4 separate regions of the Mus musculus genome follow, and all the other regions are linked to region 4. The links are chromatin contacts, called in public Hi-C and promoter capture Hi-C maps. All regions are on one chromosome and are shown on one strand. The core of a region is the stretch at or near the end of the contact, and the rest is flanking DNA. Distances in the headings are between cores, read along the strand shown.

The links. Promoter capture Hi-C pulls out the DNA fragments that hold promoters and counts their contacts. Hi-C and Micro-C count contacts between places; a contact is called where the count stands out from the background. Capture Hi-C pulls out chosen DNA fragments and counts their contacts.
Region 1: a contact with region 4 is called in a promoter capture Hi-C map of adipose tissue. The contact joins the promoter of Ssu72 here to the promoter of Pank4 in region 4. A contact is called at or near these places in 1 of 39 promoter capture datasets (pre-B cells), 1 of 484 Hi-C or Micro-C datasets (B cells), 2 of 115 datasets of contacts at active chromatin or transcription factors (memory CD8 T cells and pro-B cells) and 1 of 9 other capture datasets (adipose tissue).
Region 2: a contact with region 4 is called in a Hi-C map of B cells, with 5 read pairs. The contact joins the promoter of Nadk here to the promoter of Pank4 in region 4.
Region 3: a contact with region 4 is called in a promoter capture Hi-C map of pre-B cells, with 4 times the contacts expected there. The contact joins the promoter of Ccnl2 here to the promoter of Pank4 in region 4. A contact is called at or near these places in 3 of 39 promoter capture datasets (the C10 cell line, liver and pre-B cells) and 1 of 484 Hi-C or Micro-C datasets (B cells).

What each region holds. Positions count from the first base shown.
Region 1 is chr4:155,702,914-155,706,191 of GRCm38.p6, reverse strand. It overlaps Ssu72 (Ssu72 RNA polymerase II CTD phosphatase homolog (yeast)), which reads right to left and starts at 1,377. Exons shown (of 5, transcript NM_026899.3): 1 at 731-1,377. The coding sequence starts at 810.
Region 2 is chr4:155,562,126-155,565,321 of GRCm38.p6, reverse strand. It overlaps Nadk (NAD kinase), which reads right to left and starts at 1,507. Exons shown (of 12, transcript NM_001159637.1): 1 at 1,343-1,507.
Region 3 is chr4:155,810,658-155,813,745 of GRCm38.p6, reverse strand. It overlaps Ccnl2 (cyclin L2), which reads right to left and starts at 1,257. Exons shown (of 11, transcript NM_207678.1): 1 at 937-1,257; 2 at 504-578; 3 at 178-287. The coding sequence starts at 1,218.
Region 4 is chr4:154,962,598-154,965,453 of GRCm38.p6, reverse strand. It overlaps Pank4 (pantothenate kinase 4), which reads right to left and starts at 1,331. Exons shown (of 20, transcript NM_001305804.1): 1 at 1,185-1,331. The coding sequence starts at 1,308. Gm42363 (a long non-coding RNA gene) reads right to left here and starts at 1,177. Exons shown (of 2, transcript XR_881640.3): 1 at 985-1,177; 2 at 141-428.

The DNA of each region.
Region 1 (3,278 bases), core at 128-2,627, 740 kb before region 4:
ATATTTAAAAAAGTTTTAAAAGTTCACAAACAGTTAACTCTGGGGGAAAAAAGACATTTCTACTGCACTAAGTTGAAATGTACAAACCCCCATTTTAACTGTAATACAATGCATCAGTTTCTCATTTTGTCAAGAGATTTTTTTTTTTAAGATAAAATACTATCAAAGATGAATGCCCTACTAGAAACTGGTGAATTCGTGAAGAAATATGAGGAGGTCCCACTGAACCAAATGAATTCGTGTGCTCCAGAAATTACTGACTAAAGTTATGGGGCTGAGAGGGGTGGTGGCTGGTGCATGAGACTTGCAAACGAAGACAGCAATAAACAGTCCCTGACGTTAACACCTCAGATCACTGTTGTTGCTTCCAGACTCGTTCCATCTTGATGTGACGTGTGGAGAGCTTTCCAAGGTGGCCGGACGACACATATACGGGAAAGATAAACACCAGGCACCCTTCGCAGCACGGAAAGACCTTGGCCTACCCCGTGATACTGCCCGGTCGTCCAGCACCCAGAGGGCCCCAGCTGTCGTGTGGCCACCTCTAGGGTTTACGGGGATGCCTACACTACCGAGGGTGTCGCGCGCACGGACCCCACTGAGGGCTCGCTGAGCGTGGAAGCCGGGCGTGGCCCGACCTCCGCGGCCCAGTCAGTACAGGGTCGGGGTCTGGACAAGAATCTGTGGGAAAGAGGAGGGAGGGGCGGAGGGCAGGTGGAGCTTGCACTACCTGAGGATGTTGTGTGCTTCCATGCTCCGATTCTGGTTACTCGAGCACACCACCGCCACCCGCAGCGGCGATGACGGCATGGCACCGACCGAACTACCCACTGCTCTCGCTACGGAGCTCCCACCTAGAAGCCGGCTTCCGCGCGAGGAAGATGGCGGTAACCGGAAATCTGCGACACGGAAGTGAACGCAACGCAACGCAACGCAACGCGTGGGGAGGCCGACGGTGCTCTCCTGGGCTCGTACTGCAGCCGGCGCGGGAGGGCGACCGGCCGACGCCGAATCAGCCTGAGAGCAGCCGAGGCCGGCGGTCGTGGACCACCTTCGCCGGCGCGTGACGTCACAGGACCTGCGCCGGCAACTGGAGCGGTGTGAGCCGCGCCTGCGTCCTAATGTACCGTCGCCTCGGATGACGCGCTAGGCGCGGCGCTTGCGCAATACTGAAAACTTCAGTGGGACGGGCGTTGGGGCGGGTCCGGGGAGTCTCAAGTCCTTTCCGCGGCTTCTCTTGGTGTGGTTGGGACGTTTTTCATTCCGGTTTCCTCCAGGTGGTCACTCTGCCAATTTCATAGATGCACTGGGCTCCAGCACTTGGTTTGTGCCCTATCTCTATCACGAGTACCTTCCTCAGAGTCACTGGACTTCTAGAAGCACGTCACTTCCTCTGTGAGCCCGTTGCAGCTTAACATGTAAACGATATGAAAAATATGGGTGAGGTAGCGGGCTCTTCAAGTTCGGCCAATCGGAAAACTGGCAGGAAAAATCGCTTCTCTGTTGGAAGCCAGTTTAGGTTGCCTATTGAGAGCTCGATCTCAAGTGAGAGGGGGAGAGAGAAATAGAGTTGCTGCTGGGCGTGGTGCCTCACACTTTTCTTTAATCCTAGAACTCGGTAATCAGGTCGACTTACAGCCGGCCTACCTGCCTGGTGACCTGTCCCCTCTAGCTCGAATGGAATGGTCAAGAAGTGAAGGGGATTAGATAAGTTGTTTGGAGATTCTGAGAACTCCTTTAAAGTTGGAGCAGTATGAGATTGTCAGGGACAAGAAGGTAGATAATGTGTAGTAAGTATAACAAAAGCTGTGTTTTGCCGGGCGGTGGTGGCGCACGCCTTTAATCCCAGCACTTGGGAGGCAGAGACAGGCAAATTTCTGAGTTCGAGGACAGCCTGGTCTACAGAGTGAGTTCCAGGACAGCCAGGGCTACACAGAGAAACCCTGTCTCAAAAAAAAAGCCGTAGATTCAGTAATCTACCCTTTATTCCTATTATTCCTGTATCTTCCTCTTTTCTTTTTCATCCCTTCTCCCTCCTTTATAAAAGTATATTTTATTCGCTTATAGTAATTGTCTCAAAGACTACCTCTACCTGTTTGCCTAGGCCTAGAATCTTCTAGCCTCCATGCAACCTTTTTTTCTTTTAAAGTTTATTTATATATATGAGTACACTATGGCTGTCTTCAGTCACACCAGAAGACGGCATGGGATTCCATTACAGATGATCGTGAGTCACCATTTGGTTGCTGGGAATTAAACTCAGGACCTTTGGGAAAGCAGTCCGTGCTCTTAACTACTGAGCCATCTCTCCAGTCCTATTTTGAAACTAAATTTCCCACTATGAACCTCCTCATTGCTATTGAAGTCTGCCATCATTGTTCCTTGTGTTAATGAGGAGGAGAGTATTGAGAACCTGTTGCGAGTAAGCCCACAGAGACCATCACGTGGACACTCTGAAAGCCAAAAGGAAAGTCTTTATTTTTGCCTGCTAGCTGCACAGAGAACTTGCCCAAATCATGTAACCTTGAGCCTTGCAGCTCTTTGACTTTATGTACAAAGACCATCTTGATTGGCATGCTTCAGTTAGCGAGAAGCAGAACTGTGGAAGTCAAAAAGCAAGATTAGAACATTGAGGAAGTTTTTACTTGGGGACTTATGGACTATGTTTCTATTTAGTCAGGTGTTGAGGCCTATGTGCTGGGCTTTTTCTTTGTTTGGTTTGTTTTGAAGATTTATTTTGTGTGAGAACACTAGCTGTTGAGGCCTATGTGCTGGGTGGTTTTGTTTCTTTAAAGATTTATTTATTTTATGTGAGTACACTGTTGCTCTCTTCACACACACCAGAAGAGGGCATCAGATCCCATTAAAGATGGTTGTGAAATATGGTTGTTGGGAATTGAACTCAGGAGCTCTGGAAGAACAGTCAGTGCTATTTATTTATTTCATGTATATGAGTATACCAATGCTCTCTTCAGACACACCAGAAGAGGGCATCAGACCCCATTACAGATGGTTGTGAGCCACCATGTGGTTGGTGGGATTTGAACCCAGGACCTCTGGAAGAGCAGTCAGTGCTCTTAACCGCTAAGCCATCTCTCCAGCCCATGTGCTGGGTTTTAAGTGCAGAATGGTGTCTCTAACATAGCATCAGTTGTGCTAAAGTCTGGGGACCTGTTACAAACGAGGTGCCAGAATCCTTAGGTCCTCTGATATGTTCAAGGGAACAGTATTAAGCAGCACGTGTGTGTTTTTGAGGAACCAGTGAGGACATTTCCCCC
Region 2 (3,196 bases), core at 258-2,757, 600 kb before region 4:
GAGAAAACCAACACTTGGAAGCTCTTCCTTCCATTCATGAGCAGTAGAGTAGCAAGTGTCCACTCCCATTAAAAAAAAAAGGAAAAAACCACCACTTGCTTCTCTCCATCTCCAAGTGATGCCTAGAGAGCTAAACTATTCATTTAAGTACTGCTGTTTTATCTGTTAGCCACTTCTACCCAAAAGGAGGGGTGGGGGATGGATTGTGGCTCAGTGGGACAGCACTTGTGTGAGGATCTGGGCTGGACCTGTAGCACTTCAAACAAGATGAAAAAGAAAAAAAATGAATAAAACTGCATCGTTTTTAATAAATAAATCTACAAAGAAGAAAATGCAGAAGCATTCTGAGATGCCACCTCCAAATGAAGAAGCTACCTGGTCATACTGTATATTGGCACCCGTGGCTGTCCCAGAGCCCAAGATGGGCAGTGTAAGTCACAGTGAAGTCACTGCTGAGGACAAATACGTTCAGAGGGAAGGTGCCGTGCTTTTAATTACCAAGGCGAGGATGCCAGCTTTCCGGCCCGTGGAAACTGACAGTGATACATGAAACCAATGAATATAAGTTTGAATAACACTCTTCTCAAGAGGCAAGCCAAACGAATAAGTTTTGAACCAAAACAGAGAGTTTCCCAAACAAGAAAGGAAAAACAAGTCGCTATTCAGAATCAATGCCAGGAGAAAGCCCATTGCTTGGGAGAGCTGGAAAGAGACGCCGGATCTTGGCCAAGCAAAGGCAGATCCTGGGACTGCGCTGGGCACGCCCTGTTCCCATAACGAAGAAACCTGCCAGAGGCCAAGACAAGCGGCCTGTGAGTGTGACATCCTGAGAGGCAGCAGCCTCTAGGAACATCTCCATGGACTCTTCAGGACTTTGGAAGCTCCTGGCAAGTACTGGATACCAAGTTTACGATGGGGTTTTGGAGAGTTTCACACCTCGATTGCTTACAAAACGCTCGTCTGACTACTTTGCCCACATGCCAAGGTCTCTGGCGCTTGCTAAGGCCCCACTGGAAGACCAATGGAGCCGATTCGGCTGCGGTGCTGCGCGCTGAACTGGCTTAGAACAGAACGGCGGCCTACATGGCTTCTCCCGGGACCCGAACCTCTGACTCGTCCCCCTAAACCCAAGGCCGGACCAGATCTTCAGACCTGTCCCTTAGGCTCCTTCCCCGAGACCACGCGTCATCCTGGCTGCAACCCACGTTCGGACGCAGGGAGGCGCGTCAGAGCCACCAGCGCCCGGCCTCGGGCAGGTGGGCAGGGCCGGCGCCGTGACCCTGTCTTCACGGGTCCCGGCCAGTGACGCCGGGCAGAGGGCGACCCCAGGCCCCGCACTCACCGTCGGCTGCCGCGCGCCCGCGTGGACGTCTACATGCTGGGCCGAGCAGGCGGTCCCTGCTGCCCTACTGCTACCTGGCTCTCAGCGACCCAGCCGCCCGCCACCCCATGGCCGCTCGGTCCAGAGACCGGCACCACCAAGCCCCGCTGCGCCGCGGCTGTCAGTGCGCAAGCGCAGCCCGCACGCATGCGCTGCAGGGCACGTGGGGAGAGCGGCGCAGCCGCACCTACACAGGCGTGCACGCAAACTTCGGGTTTTTCAAAACCCTTTGTAGGCCAAGGATCAGAGGCTGGGGGGTGGGGTGGGGGGTGGGAGACGTGAAGAGGGAGGGGCGAGGCAAAGGGGAGGCGGGGCCGAGAGGAAGTGGGCGGGACACAGGAGTAGGAGGCGGGGCAAAGGAACTGAAACAGGGCATAGCGGAATGGGATGGGGACAAGGAGCGGAAGACAGCACGGGGGGGTGGGGCCAAGGTTGGAGAAAGGGGAGGGGCAGACGGGTAGGAGAAGGGGCAGGCAGAGTGGGAGGGACAGGTCGCAAGAGGGCAGAGCTGGAAAGGGACGGAACTAAGGAGACTAAGCCGGAGGGAAGGGGAAGATCGGGAGAGTGGGCGGGGCCAAAGGGTGGAGGAGTCGGGGCGGAAGGGGAGGCGGGGCAGAGGGTGAGGGAGAAAAAAAAGAAAAAAAGAAAAAAAAAAGAGTAACCGAGGAGGGGCAAAAAGCTCAGTCCCAGCAGCAACAGAGAAAACCACCAGATTCTCTCCCTTTTCTTTCTTTCTTTCTTTCTTTCTTTCTTTCTTTCTTTCTTTCTTTCTTTCTTTCTTTCTTTCTTTCTTTCTTTCTTTCTTTTGCCTCCTTGCCTCGCGGTCTGATCTTTATTCCTGTCCTACGTCACACTCAGTTTGCTTTTTGCTGGCGAGGTCTCCAGGACCATGTGGACAACGCGGGCCAGCTTTGTGGGAAGGTGGGCTTCGTGCCAGGCTCCTGTTCCCACGTTGTTCTTAATGTCCAGCGCATGGACCTGGTATCTTTCAGAAGCAGAACTCGGGTGACAGCGCTCATATGGCTCTCAGGCCCACCAGCAGTGACCTGACACCCTTTGGCAACTGGCAAGGACTTGAGCCTGAAAGTAACAAACCTGACAGCTGGTTGATACAATGGTTCACTACTTTAATCCCAGAGATGAGAGCTCCGGATTTCTAGGAATTCGAGGCCAGCCAGGGGTACCATAGTTAGAGACCCTATCTCAAAAAGAAAAACAAAGTCTTGATAGTTGAGAAGCGACTGTGTAAATAGCGTGCCTCACCCACAGCTGTAAGGAGGGAAAGAGGGAGGCCACCGACTTTGTAGCTGAGCCAGGGATATGCTGAACTGGTGGACATGCTCGTGCATTGATATCCACCAGTGTGCACAGTGCACCAGTAGGTGTTTTCGCAGTCCCGACTCCCAGCACTGTAGTTTTAAGATGTTCACACTATTGCCCTTCCTGTATAGCCCAATCTCCACGCTTCCCCACAGCCCCCCATACCTGCTGCAGTCAGGATGTTCTCTGGTGGGAACTCCTGAGACCTGTGTGCTGTCCTTCCAAAAAGAACACATCAATGCAGTGGGGACGGAAAATAGTGGGTAGGGAGGATGGTGGGAATTTGCGGGGATTTCTTAAATTTTGTAACTTCCTCATGAGTTTTGTAAGCCTAACTTCTTCCCCAGAGTGAACGCCAGCCACACCCACCGAAGGCTGTAACTATGCTGCTATTGTATTATATAACACTTGATTGGTATCTAGTGGTAAATGGCAGGCACATGGCCAGCAGACCTGGAGAGACATCCAGAGTGGGAGCAGTCATATTCTTCTGCA
Region 3 (3,088 bases), core at 8-2,507, 850 kb before region 4:
GATGTGGTCATACAGGAATTGTTTCAGCAGGGCTAGGACAGCCAGCTATCCTGGTTATTGTACCCCCCTACCAACTGCCCCAAGACAGCATCTAGGGCACATGCGAACAATCTACTGTAAATTCACAGGTTGGTATTAACAATGACAGACATTAGGACAGCTCTGCAAAGGACTCACTTTTTCTCTCTCAGATGCCGAAGGCGATGGAATACATTGATGACATCCCTGATTCGTCTCGGAGCCTCTTCTATTTTGGAAGCCAGGTGAACACAAGCCATGGACACATGCTGAAATGTACATTGTGACACGGGTGTTTTTCCCCCCAACTTGAGAACCTTCCAAGGCATTAAAACTATTAGAAACAACCAGAAGATACAGAGACAGACAGGCCTCTAGGGAAAGAGCTGTGTAGACTTTGCAGGACAGAATTCAGCTAAGCACTGGGCAGAACAGGCCAGGTTTCATCCCAATTCATTTCTCCGAGAAAACAGAAAGAAGCCTACCTCCATGGAATGTTTCACGAAGGACTTAGTGTAAAAGAACCGCTGGAACAGCACCTGCCCTGTAGCCATGGCCACCTAGGGACAGAGAGGGTTCCATCACGTTTGAATGCAGGACTCACGCTTGTCCCGGCTACAATGTCTTGTGTGATTTCCCCCCAGGACAAATAGCCACGACAGTTTCCATTTCCCCCAAAGGGTTTGGGTCTCGCGAGGCTTTCTTGGGGGTAAAAGGGCTTCGGCTCCGGCGGAGGGGGAAGGGGAAGGGGAAGGGATGGCGGGTGCGGGTTATTTCAAGGCTGCGGAGCGCACAGGCTCGGACCTCGTCGCCTGGGTCCGGTGAGCTCCGGGCCGGGGGCCGGGACGACAACAAAGGCCCGGCCCTCGGCCCTCGGCCGGCGAACGGCCCCTGCAGAGCTCGCGGCCCGGCCCTTACCTGCGGCAGGCGGAGCAGGATGCCGGCTGCCTGGATGAGCTCGCAGCCCACGACGCGGAGTCCCGTCTCCGTATCGACGTCGAGGCCGCTCGACATGGACGGCGTGAAGCGGAGCTTGTCGTCGGGCAGCAGGCAGTTTTCCAAGGTGATGAGCACGCCCGAGTAGAGCCTGTCGCCGATCAGCACCCCCTGAGACCCCGGGGCCGCTCCCGCCGAGCCGGAAGAGCAGGCCGCCGACGCCGGAGCCATCAACCCCGCAGCCCCGGCCGCCGCCGCCGCCATTTTGTGCCGCCGACTCTTCTCGGGCCCTTCCCGTCAGGGCGGCTGCTCGAGACGATCGTGGCCGCCCCGCCCCGCCCCCTCCCATTGGCTGAACGTCACCGCTGTCTCGACGCCGTTGGCCGTACGACCAGTCCGTCAGTGTCGCGTCAGGCACCGACGCCGGAAGCACCCACGGGTGGGGCTGCTCGTTACCCACTTGGCTCCGCGGCCTGGCCCGAACCGGAACTCCTGCCTGGCAAAAGGGGTTCTAGAAGGGCGCCTTTCTTTGGGGGTTGGGACAGAACAACTTTTCTCCCACAGTCCCACGTGCACGACGTTACACCGCGACTTAGTTCGGAGTCTTTAGTTCTCAGCCCTCCCTTCCGTCCTCGGGCTCTGGAACAGCTGTGGGGTGGATCTGCCAGCATTAAAAGGGCAGATGTGCCTTTAATCCCAGCACTTAGGCAGGCGGATCTGTGTGGGTTCAAGGTCAGCCTTCTCTCTACAGCTAGAGTTCCAGGACAGCCATGGCTGAGAAACTTTGTCGCAAAAATAAATAAAATACTAAACAAAAAAGTGCAGATGAAGGGTCTGGAGAGATGGCTCAGCAGTTCAGAGAACTGACTGCTCTTGCAGAGGTCCTGAGTTCCAGCTACGACATCATGGCTTGCAGCCATCTATCTGTGATTGAATCTGATATCCTCTTCTCTCATTCAGGCACAAATGCAAACAGAGCACTCATATACACAATCTTTTCTTAAAGGGGACCCCCAATAATCTACTGCAGCAAATACAGGCCAAAAAAATGGCTTGGGGACCTTGAAGATCAAGGTGAAACGGCTTGTAGTAGACCCTACAGACAATATTAATATTCCTGACTCCAGTCCTGGCCTGCTTAGTTTCACCCAAAACAGTGCTGCTGCCACTACACAATAGATGTTTCCTGTCACTGCTCAGTTATCTCAAGCTTTTGATAAGATTTCAGCCAGGTTCGGTGAAACGGAAAATTGGGAGGACATGGGAGTTTAAGGAGATCCCTGTATAACTCTGATTCAGGTATGGTGAACAGCCAACAAGGTTGCCAAAAGTCAGTATTCCATAGTCCAGCTGTAGTGGGGTGATTGGATTCCACTCCTAAGCAGACCCCACAAAGATCTCATCAGTCCTCTCACTGTAATGGCCACGCTGCTACTGTCTGTCCGTCTGTCCCACCCCTAGGCTGCAGCTCTAAAGTAGGCACAATTGTCATTGCCTGGTCTGCCCATTCCCTAAGCTGAAACTGAACCAAGAATTAGAAAAGACTGTTGGCTCTAGTCACTCAACCCAGACTCTGGTTCTAGAGATGACTATTACATCCATCAGGAAGAGAAACCTATATTGGAGAGGGATGCTTGGTTACAACTCAACAGTGATTTGCAGTATCTTGTCTTTTTTGTGTGAAGTAGAAAACAAAGCTCAGTGATGGGGCCACATGGATGTGTATCTTCTCCAATATCAATAGCAAGTGGCTAATGAGTAATATATGTGCAACATTCTGGCAAAGTGTTAAGCATATTGTATGCAAGACACCAACCTAGTACAGTGACGTTTAGGCTGATGAAAAAGTCAAAAAAGCCTTGTAGGAATCCTCAGGAAAGAGAAGCCAAACTTAAGCTTGCCTGCAGTGGTGAGAGGACAGATCTTTAGGGACTGGGAACATTACGGAGTTGTAAGCTTCTGTAGTATGTGTGAAGCCTTGTGTTTAGTACCCTGAATCCCAGAAACTAGACATGGCCAGTACATACCTATAATCCCAGCACGTGAGAAGTAGAGGCAGGAAATCAGGAACTTAGAATCACTCTTGAGGTACGTGAAATTGTCAAAAGCAACACAAATTATAGGAGGGAAATTA
Region 4 (2,856 bases), core at 82-2,581:
AGGTTGTGGACAGTCCCCTCTGCTGGGGCTGCAAGCTCATCACTTCTAAACTAATATACAGCCAGTCACCGAGTTATCTCAGGTGCTAGTAGAATCTTGGCCCACTCCACCACCCTCCTGAGCCCTTGATAAAGCTGGAACACAGGACAAGCCAGCAGGCCATCTTTACTTTCTCTTCCATTCCTCATTCCTCCCAAGGAAGAACACGTCAGAGAGACAACCCAAAAGCAAGAGGGTGGGGGACTTATTCAATATTCCAGAAGTAACGAGATTCTTCACAGTCTCTTAACAACCTAGGCTTTCCAAGGAGGCTAAGAGCCAGCAGCACACCCATTGATTCACGGAGATAAGTCCAAGACTGCGGATGCTGCCCGGCTGTGTGGGGCCTCACTGACAATGCTGGCATCAAGAGATACGCGGGGAAACGCCTGCAAGCAATTGGGTACAAAGCTCCTCAATAACAGGATGCAGAGCAGAGAGCTTGGGGGACAGGGGTAGGGGTGGGGGAGGGGGAGGGGGAGCGTTGGCCGGCTCCCATCCTGGATCTACGAATAGAGAGACCACGGAGAAAGCTAGCCTTCTTCTGTGCCTTGGTCTCCGCATCTGCACACCAGGGCGATGAAAGAACCTCCCCCGAGGACTTGTTAGTGGGCATGAGGCTGCCCAACGCGCGAAGGGGATCTAAGGTGGGCCTGTAGCGGGTCGGCAGGAAGGTGAACTCCTAGGCGCGCAGGAGGCGGCGGCCGTAGCCACGGTCCACGCTGCAGCGCTCGACAAGTGTCCAGGCCCAACGTCTCCACAGCTCACTGGGAAGCCGGAACTCCGGCGGAGTGCGCCGCGGGGCCATGGCCAGCCTCATCCCGGGGGACTCTGAGCAGATGAGGACCCCCGAGGCCACCCGCCCCGCCCGTCCCTCCACTGAGCCACCGGCGCTGCGCGGACTACGAGGCCCGACGTGCCCCGCTCCAACCGCGCAGCGCCTACCGGGAGCTGGAGTCCCACAGCCCGCTCGGTCCCGCACCTTGACGCCGCGCACACTATGAGTCCCGAGAGGCTGTGCGGCGACCCGTGAGGCTGTGCGCATGGCCCGCGCCCCCGCCCTTCGTCCTTCCCGCCGCCCCCGCTGGCTGGCCGCCCGCGCCCACTGCTCCGGCCACTTTCTTGAGTACCCGGTCCGTGTCTACCTATATCAATGGCGAAGCGCTTGGCGTTCTCCAGGTTGCGGAAGATCTCGTCGGGGGGCAGCGTGATGCTCTTGTCCAGACTGTCCCCGCCGCTCCCGCCGCCACTCGCTCCACGCTCCGCCATTTTGAAAGTGCCCGGCCAGCCTCATCAGCCATGGAAATATATGCGCATATAATTGACTGCTAAACGACCGCGTGCATAAATTATGCTAATGAGTCTCCGCCCCCCGTCCGCCTGTGCTGGAGGCCAGGCCACCCGACCGTCCTAGACAAGCAAGTGTCCCAGAGGCCAGGACTGGGAAGGGAGGGCCGTTATTTTCCAAACTACCAATATGAAGCTTTTGGAATATTGTTCTTTCGCTGAGCTGGCTAGATGCTAACTTGGGTTGATTTTGGCGATCGTGCTTTCATATCTCCTTGCTGTGAGGCTGGCCCTGCAAGCTGCTGTAATTTCTGCTAGGGTGACCCACCATCCTGGTTTCCCAAAGAAGTGGGACCTTCAATTCTAAAACTCCCATGTTAATTGGAGTAGTTTTAAAGACCCTACATTCGAGAAATGCCCAGCCAGGGGGAAGGGATATGAATAGGGTCGTGCGTCTGCAGCTGGGGAAGATCGGCAGTTTAACAGCAATCTTTGCAAAGTATAGGAGGGAAAGGGAGAGGGCGCATGGAAGAGGGGACCGGGCTTCAAAGTGGAGGTGATCTGGAGTTCCTGTTGATTTAAGTCCCTTGAGAGAGAGCACTGTGTCCTCCAAGAGGGCCATCGTGTAACTTAATACCTCGCTCTCTGCAAGGTTCTGTCTGCAGGCAGTTGCTCACTGACTTGCCAGGCTCCTGGAGCACAGGACTGAGGCAGTGCGCAGGCTCAGCTGCCATATATCTATCTACATTGATTCCGAGAGGAGGCAACCTTGTATGTGCCTGCCAACAGAGTGGGTGTACTCTGAATGGGAGAGCCTGCTCCAGAGTGGCAGGGCTCCTGAGAGTGAGGTGACCCAGCAACTTCAGTCCCTGTAAGTGGAGTATGCCCGGCCTGTGTGTAGGACACTCCACAAGGGCACTGGCCTCCTCCCCATCTGTAGAAGTTCTGCTGCTCCTGTGGTAAGCTAAATGAGTGCAGATGAGGTTCTCTGTCCTTGCTTACTATACGTGGGTCACAGAAGGGTCCTCAGGTGGTCCCTGGCAGAGTGGATAGGAATAAGAGGGGGGTGGTGGCTAATGAACTTCTAGATGGGAAAGATCCAAGTCGGGATGGGAGCCACATCTATGACTTTGTCCTTCAGAAGACATGTAGACACACCTTCCCACTTCTTGCTCCATGGGTTTTGCCTTTGGAGAGCCCTGTGAACTTGACTAACCTATAGCCTGCCTTAAAGCGGACACCCTGTCTTAGACAATAGCCCATACCTACCAGGCTCATAGTTTGAATGGAATGGGTCAGTCCTGGCCCTGGTCGCTCTGTGGAAGGGAGGGCATTTATGAATCGCCTAAGCAGGTGAACTAAGGGGAAGCGGGAGCTAGAACAGATACTTTCTCAGGTTCGGCACAGCCGAGCCTCTTGCTGCAGCAAGAGGTCCACTGAGGCCCTCAGCTTCCTCTCAGTGGACAAAGCAGAGAGTCTACAGTTGTTAGGATCTCTTCCCCTACCCTGACCTGGGAGCTAGCAGAAACC